2 separate regions of the Hordeum vulgare genome follow, and region 2 is linked to region 1. The links are chromatin contacts, called in public Hi-C maps. All regions are on one chromosome and are shown on one strand. The core of a region is the stretch at or near the end of the contact, and the rest is flanking DNA. Distances in the headings are between cores, read along the strand shown.

Region 1 (2,839 bases), core at 220-2,719:
GAAGGAAGACTTGCTAGTGTTTGCAAAACCCGCTCAACTTCACCGTCACTGTTATCTATTTTTACTTCTCCGGGGACAGAATCAAGCACCCAGAGCTGTTCTGCATCAAAGGAAATAAATGACACAGTGATACACATTATTTATCCCCTTGACCTAGTAATGTTCAATAAGCCTGACCAATCAAAATAATCGGGGGATAAAGATGATGCCAAGAAATCGACTATCAAGTACAAGAAGCAATAAATTGTCATTCTGACAACATAATCACAACAAATGCTCCAAAGGTTGTACTGAAATGCTATATTAGAATCTCATATTACACAGCTCAAAAGCATACTTTACTTTGTGACATATAGTGAACTACATGATTCTCGTTTTCTGCGTGTCGCCTTTTTCATATGTAACAGTAGTATTTTCCAGATCAACACCTCATACCTATGCAAATAAGTAAGTACACACTGCACCTACTGTAAGTTGCAAAAATCACACAGTTTATGCAGAAGAAATAATAAAACAATTGGCAAACAGAGGAACAAATATGTTAGAACCAACCACGTGAAGGTTAGAAATAACTCACTGAACCTGTTTGGGAAGAGCAGCAGATTCTCCATAATCGCCACGGGAGCAACTCTCCGCAAAATCCAGTGCGACCTTTCCACCCATGGAGTGACCCACGACGACATCCGGCCATGTCCAGCCCCGGGCCTTCACCAAATCAGCGAGATCCCTGGCCGCACTCGACATATCATGGGGTGGGCCCAGCCCTTTGATCCTGGCTGAGCTCCCATGGTTCCTCAAATCCACAAGAACCATCTTCCACTCTACAGGCACACACGCCAAAATATTCAGGACTCATATAAAACAACCCACAGAATTCAGCTCTCTGAAGTCTGAACAACTCCCTACATGTAAGCACACTACACCAAATGCCGGGCACATTGAGGATTCTCCAAGGTTCAATCAATGAATACTACAACGATCAGTAGCAGACCTAAACGTTGAGAGAGACATACGCATTTAATAAAAGGGGTATTCGGCGGCAGTTACCGTCGGAGGGGGAGCGGTCGCGGAGCTGGGAGGCGAGGGTGCGGGAGAAGGTGCGCCAGTTGCGGCCGGAGCCCAGGAGGCCGTGGAGGACGAAGGCGGTGGCGGTGGGCGGCTTCTCCGGGGAGAGCTGGATCTCGTGGAAGGCGAGGGTTTCGGTCTGGTGGGCGGCGTCCGAGTGGACGGGGGAGGAGAGGAGCAGGCGCCAGGGAGACCATGCGGCGGGGGAGGAGAGGAGGCTCGAGCGGAGGGAGGAGGAGGACGACGCTCGGAGGGAAGCCGCCATGGCCGATCGCTCCGCGGGGCTTCTCGCCAGGCGCGACGCGGCTATGGGGGGCTGCCCAGCCGAAGAGTAGAACGAAAAAAAAAGTTATAAACAAGAAAGAAAAATGTTGACAGCTGTGGGATTTGAACCCACGCCCTTTCGGACCAGAGCCTAAATCTGGCGCCTTAGACCACTCGGCCAAACTGTCTTCGCTGTACGTCCCGAGGTGACAACCTTGTTAACCAAAGCCTAAATACGGTGGTGCACTGAAGTACTGAACCACGAGACAGGAGGAGGCCGACCAACCAAATTCTCGTCTAGGCGGTACCAGCTGGTCCATTCATTTCTCATCCCCGCAGGTTAATCGGGTGCACTCGTTAACCGGCCCTGCCATTGCACTCTCTCAAGCCTGAACCTCCGTCCTTCCTGCCTCCCTCCCTCCTCCTCAGAAAGAGAAAACACATGGCGGCTGCGACTGCAAGGCAGCTGTTGGTCCACAGGATCACTTCCTCCTGCTCCTCGGGGACGCTTCCCAAGCACGCTTCCAGCAGCCATGGCATCTCTGCTTACAGCTCCAGGTGCTTCCACAAGGCCGAGAAGCTCCCCGGTTTCAGGGCGAGGGTGCCCGTGAAGCCGCCGCGCGCCGTGCCGGGGAAGGCCGGCATTGTGCCGGCCGACGATGATGGGGTCAGCCTCGGCACCGTCAAGCTGCCCGCCAACATCGACGTCGCTCGGTTCGAGGGGCTGCTCTTTCAGGTCAGTAGTAAGCATTCCTTGGACTTGGAGTATGATGTCTGGTCTTGTCTCTCTCAGCTTAGGCCTTCGGGTGAATTGGTTGGTGTGTATACACAATTCGATACACCCACCAAGTAGAACTGATATTTACGTTGAACCTGTTTGCTTGGCAGTGGGGAAACAGTCTATGCCAAGGCGCCATGTTGCCACTACCAGTGCCTATCAAGGTAAGGCAACCCCAGGGCCAACGATATGGTTTCAATTGATACTTCAGATTTCTTCCTCAGCTGATACTGTAATTTTCCATGTGCAAACAGGTGGACAAGGTGGAGGGTGGGATCAGGCTAGGGTTCATTGGGATCGACGACGGCGCGACCTCGCTGCTGGCCTACATCGACTGCTTGGTGTCTCCAGCGACCGACGGCTCCGGGTTTGTGTTCCGAGCAACCAGGAACGGTGCTATGAAGGACATGGAGCCGCCTGGGGAGCCCAGGATCATGAGGAGCCTCCTCATGGCGCTTCAGAAGTCCATCCAGATTGCGCAAGTTTGACAAGCCTCTTCAGATTGTGCAAATTTGACAAGTCTGCTAAACAGTAATTAAGGAAATTGATGAAGCAGGATTGCTGTTCTCTGTTGATACGACTTGTAAACCCTCTACTTTTCAAGGTTTCCTTTCATGTTCTCTTACAAAATAAAGATACAAATTCCATTAGAGGAAGTATATAAAAGCTAAACTCCATTGTCCACTATTTTTCCTCTTTATTCATATTCATACTTCCCCAAGGACTTCAATA
Region 2 (2,839 bases), core at 170-2,669, 340 kb before region 1:
ACACATGAGGAAGTTGAGGTCGCGGATGTCGGTGAGGTGCTTCTTGTTGTTCTTGGCGTTGCTGTAGGCATCATGGCACCTCTTGGCCAGTGCCCATAGCCCTCCCTCTCTATTTATCTTGTGGGTGTTGATGACAGCAGAGTAGAAGAACCCTGCAACGATTAACGGTGTCAAGCTGCTGCACTTGAAAATTTATGTTATCCCCGACTACACATTACAATAGATATATTCTTCAAGCTTCCGGTTGGAAAAAATATACTATATTTTACTGGCTTCAAAGGCTCACCAACGTTGTGATCATTCAAAGGTGGCTCAAGAAACTCGCGGCAGTTGATGAGGGTTGCAACAGAGTACGTCTCTTGCTGGCCGCTGTTCTTCGATTGCCGTGCAGCTAGCATCGTCGCCGCGGCCATGGCTGAGCAAAGCCTCACTCCATTCTCCTCGCACGCCTACATGATCATGTGAAAACAACCGGTGATCTGTACGATGCAGTACCATACCAATGTGTGTGTGCGCGTGTGTCCAGTGGAAGCAAACTCACATCGAGCAGCCGCGTCGTGTCCTCACGGTCGAGCCGGAGGCGCACCATCTTCGTCGACCTGGCCGTGCCGGTCTCCTCGAACGGCAGCGTGGACGCGCGGAGCCCGTCGATGGAGTAGCCCACCATGTCCACCCCACGCACCCACAACGGCTTTCTTGCGTCCTTCTTGCGTATCCTCTTCTCCAACCCCGCCTCCACCGCCGCTGTCTCCCTCTTCACCTCCGGGTCGCCAACACCCGCGCCGCCAAGCAGCGCCAGGAGCTCGCTAAGTAGCGCCTCGGACGCCGCGCGGTCACACACGGCCGTGTGGATCAGGATGAACAGCGCCGCGCCACCCGCGGGGGGCGGGAGCTCGTAAAGCGCGGCGAAGAGCACCGGGGCACCGTCGGGCTCAGGCGCGGCGGCCGCCCACGGGTTGCGGTTGATCTCGCGCTCGAGGAGGGAGTGGAAGTCGAGCACGGATGGCTGGGGCGCGAGGCTAAGCTGCGGCGCGGAGGACGGGAAGGCGAGCGTGGGGCTGGAGGGGGTGCCGCGGAGGTGCGCCCTGAGAACGGGGTGAGCGTTCTGGAGGGCGCGGACCGCGGCTTCGGCCGCCGCGCCGCCACGCGAGAGGCGGAGCGCGATGACCGAGGTACCGGTTCCGCCTGGAGCGGCGCGGCACCAGCTGTACTCCGTGCCGCACACAGCGCGGGAGCGCCACGCCGCCGCGCCGGCCCTGGAGTCCATGCTGCTACGGCGGGTCGGCGGGTTGGCATGCGCGTTTGCCAGTTTGGTTCCGCGATGCTCCGGTGGTGTGGCGCTTCGTCAGTTGTGTCTGTATCTTGGCGCGGAATGGCGCGACATTTAGCGTGTGTTGGTTAGCATTCCCACCAACTTAGCATGATTGTTTTCCTTTAATACATGCTGACTATAAACACGCTGAGTCCATATATTAGTGTTGTATGATAGTGATGTATGTGTTGATACAAGTTAATGTAAGAATCTGTTTGATACCTTGCATCTGGTTAGACATGACGGTTGATACTATAACATTCGATATTTTTAAATAAATAAACAAAACATTTCAAAAAATGTAATTTTCCTAATAATAGGGTTACACATGCTACCGCGAGCCGCTGCAATGGTAGGTCATTTTTCTACCGCTAGTGACCTTGATGGTAGATTGTCATATCGTGTTAAAGGATCCGACGATAAGAAAAAGATCAGATTCCAAAAAAAATTCAACTTGGAGTCAGGGCCGGCCCTGGGGGGGGGGGGGGGGGGGGGGGGTTGGTTCCGCGGGGCGGGCGCACGGGGCCCAAAATTGTTGGGGGCCCGCTGCATATATAATACGTATACTAGGTCAGGCCTGTACTAGGTATTGTAAAGTCTCTCGTCAGGCCTGTCTCTCGTCTCCCTGCACGCCGCGACTCTCATCTGTAGGAGTACGAGACTACGACGCGGGCTGCGGGCAGGCCCTGAACGTCGGCTTCATTGCCACGCAGGCACGCACGCCGGCACGCGGAAGGGCCCTCGCCGGTTGCTTCTTCCGTAATGTCCGTCAGTCTGTCTGTTCTCCACTTCTCCTGAGGATCTCGTTCTAGTTTGATTCGTTCAATCGTTCTTACAATATGCCCTAGCATGCAATCTTGGAATAAGCTCCGATAGTCTAGTTGATAAGAGTTCTAGTGGAATAAGTAAACCCTCGGAATAAGCTGCCGTCTGTTCTTCTGATGGATCTCGTTCTAGTTTGATTCGTAGATCAGTTCTCGTTCTAGTTTGCAATTTACTGATGCCTGATGGATCTGGACCTGCAATTACTTCTAGTGATTCCTTTTAAATCTTTGGGTAGTTAATGCCCTATTTTTGATTCAGATTTATTTATTTTCAGAATTAGTAATGAAGCCTGAATCAGGTGCGGCCAAAAGAAAAAAGAGGAAAGCAGATTAAAAATTGGTAGATTCACAAAGAGGATTTCTTCGTAAGTTTTTGGCGAGTAACCCAACCACTTCAAAAAATCCAGACGAGTTGGCGTTAGTTCTTGTGGGAGAACCAAGTAATGTGAATCTAGAAGATGATATCCATACAGAAGACACTGTTGACATCGACGCGGACGATAACAATGTGAGTGATCATGACCATAATTCATCTCCCACGAAATCTGCACTATTTATTTATACTTAAGGGCTCTAAATTTTAGTTTCGCCCCGGGCCCTCAAAATCTCAGGACCGGCCCTGCTTGGAGTCAAATCTGGATCAACTTCTGTAAAAGGGTCAAAATACGAAATTTGTAGGTGCTTCGACTCTACTCACAACATA

The links. A called contact is a pair of places that touch in the nucleus more often than the background predicts.
Region 2: a contact with region 1 is called in a Hi-C map of seedling, with 6 times the contacts expected there. The contact joins the promoter of LOC123444825 here to the promoter of LOC123444824 in region 1. A contact is called at or near these places in 2 of 6 Hi-C or Micro-C datasets (leaf and seedling).

What each region holds. Positions count from the first base shown.
Region 1 is chr3H:540,393,688-540,396,526 of MorexV3_pseudomolecules_assembly, reverse strand. It overlaps LOC123444824 (protein ABHD11), which reads right to left and starts at 1,469. Exons shown (of 5, transcript XM_045121677.1): 1 at 1,048-1,469; 2 at 583-821; 3 at 1-95. The coding sequence starts at 1,330. It overlaps LOC123444823, which reads left to right and starts at 1,656. Exons shown (of 3, transcript XM_045121676.1): 1 at 1,656-2,065; 2 at 2,218-2,271; 3 at 2,362-2,779. The coding sequence starts at 1,772. The coding sequence ends at 2,595. It overlaps TRNAL-UAG (a tRNA gene), which reads right to left and starts at 1,517; the gene lies at 1,438-1,517. It overlaps LOC123444822 (sorting nexin 1), which reads right to left. Exons shown (of 11, transcript XM_045121675.1): 11 at 2,769-2,839.
Region 2 is chr3H:540,733,136-540,735,974 of MorexV3_pseudomolecules_assembly, reverse strand. It overlaps LOC123444825, which reads right to left and starts at 1,419. Exons shown (of 3, transcript XM_045121678.1): 1 at 542-1,419; 2 at 287-449; 3 at 1-152. The coding sequence starts at 1,267.